2 separate regions of the Ovis aries genome follow, and region 2 is linked to region 1. Evidence: chromatin contacts called from public Hi-C data. All regions are on one chromosome and are shown on one strand. The core of a region is the stretch at or near the end of the contact, and the rest is flanking DNA. Distances in the headings are between cores, read along the strand shown. Region 1 holds the start of RPS6 (ribosomal protein S6). Region 2 overlaps ACER2 (alkaline ceramidase 2).

The links. A called contact is a pair of places that touch in the nucleus more often than the background predicts.
Region 2: a contact with region 1 is called in a Hi-C map of mixed tissues, with 2.6 times the contacts expected there. The contact joins the enhancer-like site here to the promoter of RPS6 in region 1. A contact is called at or near these places in 5 of 16 Hi-C or Micro-C datasets (liver, mixed tissues, omental adipose tissue and 1 more).

What each region holds. Positions count from the first base shown.
Region 1 is chr2:87,898,650-87,902,899 of ARS-UI_Ramb_v3.0, reverse strand. RPS6 (ribosomal protein S6) reads left to right here and starts at 2,564. Exons shown (of 6, transcript XM_004004394.6): 1 at 2,564-2,610; 2 at 3,121-3,252; 3 at 3,784-3,994; 4 at 4,155-4,250. The coding sequence starts at 2,605.
Region 2 is chr2:87,961,026-87,965,302 of ARS-UI_Ramb_v3.0, reverse strand. All of the region lies in intron 5 of ACER2 (alkaline ceramidase 2), which reads right to left. Among named protein-coding and RNA genes, the nearest start is that of ACER2, 40 kb to the right of the region's middle. Within about 2 kb of position 1,367, at least 21 of the 54 cell types and tissues checked have an H3K27ac peak or open chromatin away from gene starts, as enhancers often do. A contact at or near this core is called in liver, where this site is marked.

The DNA of each region.
Region 1 (4,250 bases), core at 1,315-3,814:
CCCTGAAGCTCAGGCTCCACAACAGGAGGAGCCACCACGTTGAGAAGCTGCGACTAGAGAGTGGCCCTCATTTGCCACAACTGGAGAAGGCACAGCAATGAAGGCCCAGTGCAGCCAAAAATAAACTTAAGAAAAAAAAGTTGGAAACTGCCCAAATGGATGAATGGATAAACAAATTGTGACCTACACGTACAAAGTGATATTATTCAACAATTAAAAGGAATGAAAAAAACAGATACACACTACAATGTGGATGAATGTAAAAAAAAATTTGAAGGCAGATACAGAGATCACATACTGTATAATTTCATTTATATGAAACAGATAGATTAAGTAAATCCATCTAGACAGTGCACAGATTGTGGCTACCAGGGGCTGGTGGAAGAGGGGAATGAGGAGCAATTGCTTAATGGATACAAGGTTTCCTTTTGGGGTGATGAAACTGTCTTGGCACCGAGAGAAGTGCTGACTGTACAAAACCATGAGTGCCAAGTGCCACTGAATTGTTCACATAAAAACAAATGGTTTTATGCTATGTCAATTTCACCTTAGCAACAAAAATTACATATACTGAATTTAAATGCATCATTTGGACACACTTTCTACATTAATGTCAGATGACCAAACAGGATTTGGGCCTCCTAGGCGGCGCTAGTGGTAAAGAACCTAACTGCCAATGAAAGAGATATAAGAGTCGTGGGTTTGATCCCTGGGTCAGGAAGATCTCCTGGAGGAGGGCATGATAATCCACTCCAGTATTTCTGCCTGGAGAACCCCATGGACAGAGGAGCCTGGTGGGCTACAGTCCACAAGGCCGCAAAGAGTCGAACACAAGTGAAGAGACTTACCACACAAATAGGATTTAGCAGAATCTTTCAACTTTGAATGTGAAGCAGGCCTAAACTCAAACCTTTGTGATACTGAAGCAGAAGATGGATGTGATAATTTTGGAAAGTAAAAATTTATTTTAAACGCAGGGTTTTTTTTCTTGAGGAAAAAATATGGAGTAAATATGTAATGGATAGTAAGTGTTCCATTCTTCAGGGTACGGTGGGTTTCAAAGTTAGATCTGGATTTTCATTCTCCCAACAATGTTCTGGAGGACTATCAAGTGCACCGTATTTTCCCCACATCTTTCTGTTCTATTAAGAGCTGAATCATTGCTGATTCAAGATTTACTGCAATACACTCAACTCATTCTTCCTCTGCTAGCTGGCTCCATACTACCACACTCTGAAAGACTAATACATATCAAAACTAGGGTTATGATCACATAATATTACTAAGCCTTACTTATTAAGTGCCATGCATTTTACTGCTTCCTGAGTATACCGTAGTGAAGTTATGAGACCTAGCCTAATTTACCATCTAGTATGCAGACAGACCATAAGCAGACCATTTATGTATTGTGATTAAACAGTACTATAAAGGAAAATAGTGCTACACTAGAGGAGAGGAATACAATTTCTGGTTGTGTGGTCAGGCAAGGCTTCTCTTAGGAAGGACATGTAAGCTGAAAGCCTTGCATGGTATTAACAAATGGCAATAGTTGAGCTTTGGACTGTGAAAAATATATGAAAGTAGGTTAAGAAGTTTGGAAAGTATTTAATTATAGTGGGAAATAAATTGCGCATCTCCAACAATGGAGTTGACAGAACTTTGCATTTTAAAAAGATCGCAGAGAAAAGGCAGAAAGCAGAGAGGCTCTTTGGGAGGCACCAGGACTTGGAGTAACTATGGTTAACTGGCTTTCAAGAAAGGCTGGCTGACAGTCCATGTCTGACGTAGGGTGCAGCATGCTTGGGGCTGGTGCATGGGGATGACCCAGAGAGATGTTGTGGGGAGGGAGGTGGGTGGGGGGGTCATGTTTGGGAACGCATGTAAGAGTTAAAGATTTTAAAATTTAAAAATAAAAAAATAAAAATATACTATTATAAAAAAAAGAAAGGCTGGCTGAATGCATCATTCTGTGATAGAACTGCAGGTGGCGCTAGTGGTAAAGAACTCGCCTGCCAATGCAGGAGACAGAAGGAACGCGGGTTCCGTCCCTGGGTCGGGAAGATCATCTGGAAGAGGGCATGGCAACCCACTCCAGTATTCTTGCCTGGAGAATCACATGGACAGAGGAGCCTGGAGGGCTTCATTCCATGGGGTCGCAAGAGTCGGACACGACCCAAGGGACTTAGCACTCATGCACGTGACAGAACGATGACTGCAAAGCGGTTAAAGGACAAGTGGATGATCAAGTATTTAAGAAAACACAAAGCACAAGTTTTCAAGACCGGAACCAGGGCAGGGCACGCTCCTAAACTGCAAAACTTCGGGACCAGAACTGCTCCCTAACCCAGAATCATACAGGAAAGAACACAGTAGAAGAACTAATCTTCCGTACTAAACCTGTGCCTTCTCGTACGCACCGCCCACCGACTCTTATCTCCCAACCGCTGATTAGCCCCACCCCGGAAGTACTGCCTACCAATACTCACTTCCACTATACCAGGCGTCTGCACATCTCGCGAGAACTGGAAGAGCCTATGTGACCTGGGCTAAGCGGAAGTTGGGTCTCTTTTTCGTGGCGCCTCGGAGGCTGTCGGCCGCTTCAGAATGAAGGTAGGACTTGGTGACGGGTGTCCGGGTAGGCTTGTGGAACGTGGAGCAAGTCCTATGATTTGTCGCTGGGCTCGAAAATCCTGGCCCTGGATGGAGAAGGGTCTGAGGCAGCAGAAGGATCGCTCTTCTGGGGCCGAAGCTCCATGGGAGAGCGGATGGCGAGCGATTGCAGCTGGAGCTACGCCGGTCTGGGAGCGCCATGGTGGCGTCTTGACCCCCAGGCAGGATAGAGGCGGCCGGGCTGACGGCACGTAGGTCAGGCTCCTTGATCTGAGAGCGTGAACGGCTATGGACAGTAATTATCCGTGGCGGCATTCCGCAAGCCTTGCAAGATGGGTCCTATTTTTAGTGCCGTGTTTGTGGCGCCTTGCACGTGTCCTTTAGTGAATGTAATCAAATTTTCTGTTAGTTGTGTGCGGGTGACAGGAAAGGCTTTTTGCTATGGGATAACTTTTCTAGTGGTTCTGCGATTTTCATGAAGTTCTTTTCCCCCTTGTCTGTAATTTTTAGCTGAACATCTCTTTCCCGGCCACTGGCTGCCAGAAGCTCATTGAAGTGGACGATGAACGAAAACTTCGTACCTTCTACGAGAAGCGTATGGCCACAGAAGTTGCTGCTGACGCCTTGGGTGAAGAATGGAAGGTAAAAGTTGAATTGTTACAAGTTGAACTGTCGCGTTGAATTGTTAGCTCTATTTAAGAGAGGTGGTAAACGCTATTGGTAATTGGTAAATGTAATGGGGTTCACACTCGGGTTGTTAGTTCCAAATGTCACTTTATAAGGTGGCGCTATCACTTGGCAGGGTTATGCTTATGTAGATCAAATGAAAAATATATCGTTCTTGACCTGCAAGCTAAAGGCCTCCAAAGGGATCTTCAAAAGTGCCAAGAAGATTGTTTCTGATTTATGGTTCCTTGATACTTTGGTTTCATAACATACTCTTTCTACCCCAGGAGTTAACAACTCTGGTAAAATAAAGGCTAGAAATATGACTTGGTTGAAAGGATTTTGCCAGTCTAACTTGGGAAACTGTTAGTATAGACAAAATTTAGTGACCAGAGGAAAGTATTTAAAATGTCAAATCGGTCCTAATGAACGGTACTAAGTAGAATTAAGGGTGTACTTAGAGGCCACAGTGCTTTGTTTTTAATGTGTCATCGTGTTCTTTTGCAGGGTTATGTGGTCCGAATCAGTGGCGGGAACGACAAGCAGGGTTTCCCCATGAAGCAGGGTGTCTTGACCCATGGCCGAGTTCGCCTGCTTCTGAGTAAGGGGCATTCCTGTTACAGACCAAGGAGGACTGGAGAGAGAAAGCGCAAATCTGTGCGGGGTTGCATTGTGGATGCCAATCTGAGTGTTCTCAATTTGGTCATCGTGAAAAAAGGTGAGCCTTTTATTCTGGAGTTTATTTTTGTCAACACTGACTTAAAGCTGATTGTCTTTGAAAGTGGACTAAGTGGCTTTGGTAATGCCTGAACAGTTTAGGGTTCTTGTTTGTAAGGAAGTTGTTGAATTAAAAACATCTGTTCACTTTTTTCTTTTAGGGGAGAAGGATATTCCCGGACTCACTGATACTACAGTGCCTCGTCGCCTGGGTCCCAAAAGAGCTAGCAGAATCCGCAAACTTTTCAATCTCTCTA
Region 2 (4,277 bases), core at 118-2,617, 64 kb before region 1:
AAAAGACTTACCCAAATGTACCATTTAAAAGTCAATAAAGACACTTACTGAAGCTGAGAAAAAAAAAAAAGAAAGAAAGAAACACCCTCACAGACACACCCAGAAATAATGTTTTACCAGCTATCAGAGCATCCCTTTGCCCAGTCAGGCTGACCCATAAAAGTACCATCACAAGAAGTTTCCTGAAAGCTGCCACTTCTATCTACTCACACAGAAGGGATGGGGGGGAAAAGGAGAATGTAGACTTTTATTCCAGGCAGACATCCATCTTTACAGCTTAACACTGGAGCCTCTATTGCAAAGAAAGAGGAGGGAACTGCACCTGAGGTAGGCAATTGGCCATTTCTGCCACGTGAAAATTATTTCACTAATCCTCATGACAACCCTAAGAGTACTTCTATTATCTCCATTTTGCAGATGAGAAAACAGGCTCAGAGATTCCTAACCAGATCTCATACCCAAAATCCTAAGCTATCATCTCACTGAAACTCCTGATGAACCCTAAGTCAGAACTGCTGAGCCAAGCCCCTGCTTAATTCCTGACCCACAGAAACTGAAAGATGGTAAATACTTGTTTTTGTTATAACTTGCATGCCTCCTTAGTTGCTTCAGTCGTGTCTGACTCTTTGCAACCCCATAGACTGTAGCCTGCCAGGCTCCTCTGTCCATGGGATTCTCCAGGCAAGAATACTGGCGTGGGTTGCCATTTCCTTCTTCAGGGGATCTTCCCAACCCAGGGATCGAACCCGCATCTCTTACATCTCCTGCATTAGGAGGTGGGTTCTTTACCAGTAGCTCCGCCTGAGAAGCCCTGTTATAATTTTGTGTTGGGTTAATTTGTTATGCAATCACTCATAATTCGTGGTATATGTCTCAAAAAAAGAGAAACATTTATTTTTTTTTTAATGTATTGGAGTATAACTGATTTACAATGTTGTGCTAATTTCATAAATCCAGCAAAGTAAATGGATTATACACCAACATACATCCACTTTTTTAGATTTTCCTATATATGGCATTGTAGAGTAGCAAGTAGAATCCTCTGTGCTATAGAGGAGGTCCTAATTAGCTAACAGTTGTAAAAAGGAGCAAGGGCTCAGGGTGGACTCCTGCAGGTGAGTGGCCCAGAACAGAAGGTGTCACCAGCTTTGGGGTAAATCCATTCTCTGGAATCTGGGTTTGAGGGGCCTTCACAGAGTGCAGACCTGTGCAGACCGGAATCTCTGCGGCCCACGGGCAGTCTTGGCAGTTTGACAGAATCCAACGGCAGAGAGCAGCACGCCTGGGAGAACCCTCTGAGCCTACGCGGGAGGCTGGGTTCACGGCCACCCTGGGCCCTGCGCAGTGTGCGGGGCTGCACTGCCCCCTGGTGGGCACTCTGGGCAGCGCTCCCCTTTTCCCCCTCGCAAGACCAAGGCGCATTACTTGTCCGGCTCCGCCCCCATCCACCCATCACCAGCCCGGCACTCCGGCACAGGTGTATCCCTACCCCTGGTACAAGTTGGTGAGGGGATCTCTCGGACTAGCAGCACAATCACCTTGAGTCTCCCTCTCTCTCACACACACTCTCTTTCTCTCTCTGCCTCATATTCTGGACAGACCAATCGACCAATCCCAGTGCTGTTGACAAGACCGCGAAGCACTCTGCTGAGCACTGAACCGCCTGTCTCAATCCTTCTGGTCTCAGTGTGGACGTTGCCTCCCAATCAAAGAGGACTTCCTGGACCCACAAGGTGTTCCACTACACCCTGCATTCTCTAGCTCTGTGAACTGACTGATTGATTGATTACTAGGTGTCTGAATTCAACCTCCCCAACACTGATTGCCAGGTCAGCCCTGGGCCTGTTTCCGGCCATACAAAGATGAGGAGGCCGTGCGGTGCCTGGGGTGAGAGGCGGCTGGCTTTCTCCTGCCAGACACCCTAAACTTCTGGGACAGAGGGGGTAATTCTGCCAAATGAAACCCCAGCCAAGCTCCCTGAAACCCGTTCTGTCCTCTCCTACCACCACTCACTGCTTCTCAAAGTATTTTTCAACAGCAGCCGGCAGGGTGGGGGCTGCTCGGATCGGGGGTGAGAAAGGTATTAGAGGAAACCCCAACAGGGGCCTTGGAGGAGAAAGCGGAAGCCTGGGGTGGGTGTGTATCTGTGCGCTCCTGTGCACTCTGAGGACTCCGGCTACTCTGTAACACTCTTCTGGGGCCTCTGGCTAAACACGAGGGGAGGGGATCCCATATTCTGGGCAGATGCGGGAAGCAGCTTGTGGGACAGGGCAGTAGACTGAATGCTGACCCCCCAAAATTGGCATACACCGGGGATCCCACACCATGACCTTATTTGGAAAGAAGGTCTTTGCAGATGTAATCAGTTAATCAAGGTTGAACTGAATTAGGCTGCTGTCTTTATAAGAGATCAGAGAGGGAGGGAGAGGGAAGTTCTGACACGGAGAAAGGGGGAAGCCAACAGACAGCAGAGGCGGAGACTGGACGGAAGGGTCTGCAGGTGGAGGTAACAGGATTGCTGGCAACCACCAGAAACCAAGAGAGAAGCAGAAGCAGACTCTCCCCCGGTGCTACAGAAGGAGCCAACCCCACTGACATCTTTATCTTGAACTTTTTTTAGGGGAGGCACCCAGCAAGGCACGCGGGATCTTAGCTCCCCAGCCAGGGATTGAACCCATGCTCCCTGCAGGGGAACCACAGAGTGTTAACTACTGGACCCCCTGCAGACATCTAGAATCAGACTCTGGTCTCCTGCACTGTGAGAGAATGCATTTCTGTTGCTTTGAGCCATGGAGCTCACAGTCATCTGTTATCACTGCCACAGGAAACCCCAACCTAATCTGAAAGGGGTGAACAAACGCAAGAACACACACAGTGACCTGGAAGCTGATGCTGTGACACCTCCATTGGTCACCAGCTTCATGTCCTCAGGCAAGCGGCTCAGCCTCTGAGCCCCAGTCTTTCCACATCACAGACTAGGCTCCAGCGCCTTGGGATCCATCACCCATGTCCCCATGAGGACCTGGTACATGGTGAAGCTGCTCGGAACATATTAGCCATGTCTCTCCCTTAGCTGTCCCCAGTCAGCACAGTGGACACCTTCCCTCCTTCTCTGCTGCAGAATGAAGGAGGGAAGGAGCCCAGGTTTGGGGTGGGAGAGAGCTGAGCCACTTACTGGCTCTGTGGTCTTGGACCAGATATGCATTCTCCGACCCCAGGCCTCAGGACTTCACCAAGAAAATGAAGATAAGAAAAATCTCCCTCATACAGTCTGCAGTGACCTGAAAATTTGCATCCCCCAAAATCCATATGTTGGATCCCTAAACACCTGCCCCCCAAATCTGCTTCCCCTGCAATGTGATGGTATTTGGAGGTGGAACCTTTGGAAGGTGATCAGGTTAAGATGGGGGCTTCCCCAGAGGCTCAGTGGGTAAAGAATCCACCTGCAAGTGGAGACATGGGTTTGATCCCTGGGTCAAGAAGATCCCCTGGAGGAGGGCATGGCAACCCACTCCAGTATTCTTGCCTAAAGAATCCCATAGAGAGAGGAGCCTGGCGGGCTGCAATCCATAGGGTTGCAAAGAATTGGACATGACTGAGCAATTGAGCATGTACACGTGCAGGTTAAGGTGAGGTCATGAGGGGGAGGTCATGATGGGATTGGTGCCCCCATAACATGGAGAAGAGATGCCAGAGCACGCTCTCCCTGCCCACAAGAGGAGGTGGCCACCTGCAAGCCAGGATGCTGGTCCTTACCAGGAACCAAATCTCCTGGTACCTTGGCCTTGGACTTTTCAGTGTCCAAAAGTGTGAGAAGTCAGTGTCTGTTGTTCAGGCCAGCCCCTCTGGTATTTTGTATGGAGGATGGATTGACAAGACACAGAGGAGCACTCTCTAGGATGGAGAGAAATGGATAGATTTGAGACACTGGGGAAGTGGGATGGAGAGGATTTACCTACTCTTGGGTAAGACATGGACAAATGAGGAAAGTGGGGACTTCTGGCAACTGAATGGAGTGGCCTGACTTAGAAGGTGAACAAGGTGCAAGTTTGGGGTAAGACGATTTCGCGTGTCTATTGGACATCCAAGTAGACCACACCAGGAATGAACTGGATTTGCAGATCTACAGTGAAGAGCAAGAGATGGCTTGGAGCCAGAGAGGAAGGAGTCCCCAATGTGCAAACATCATCCATTCCTGGGAAGGTGTGAAGATGGAGTGCAGTTTCTGACTTTGGCCACAAGATGGCACTATCACCCAGGCCTGCTATATGGTGGGG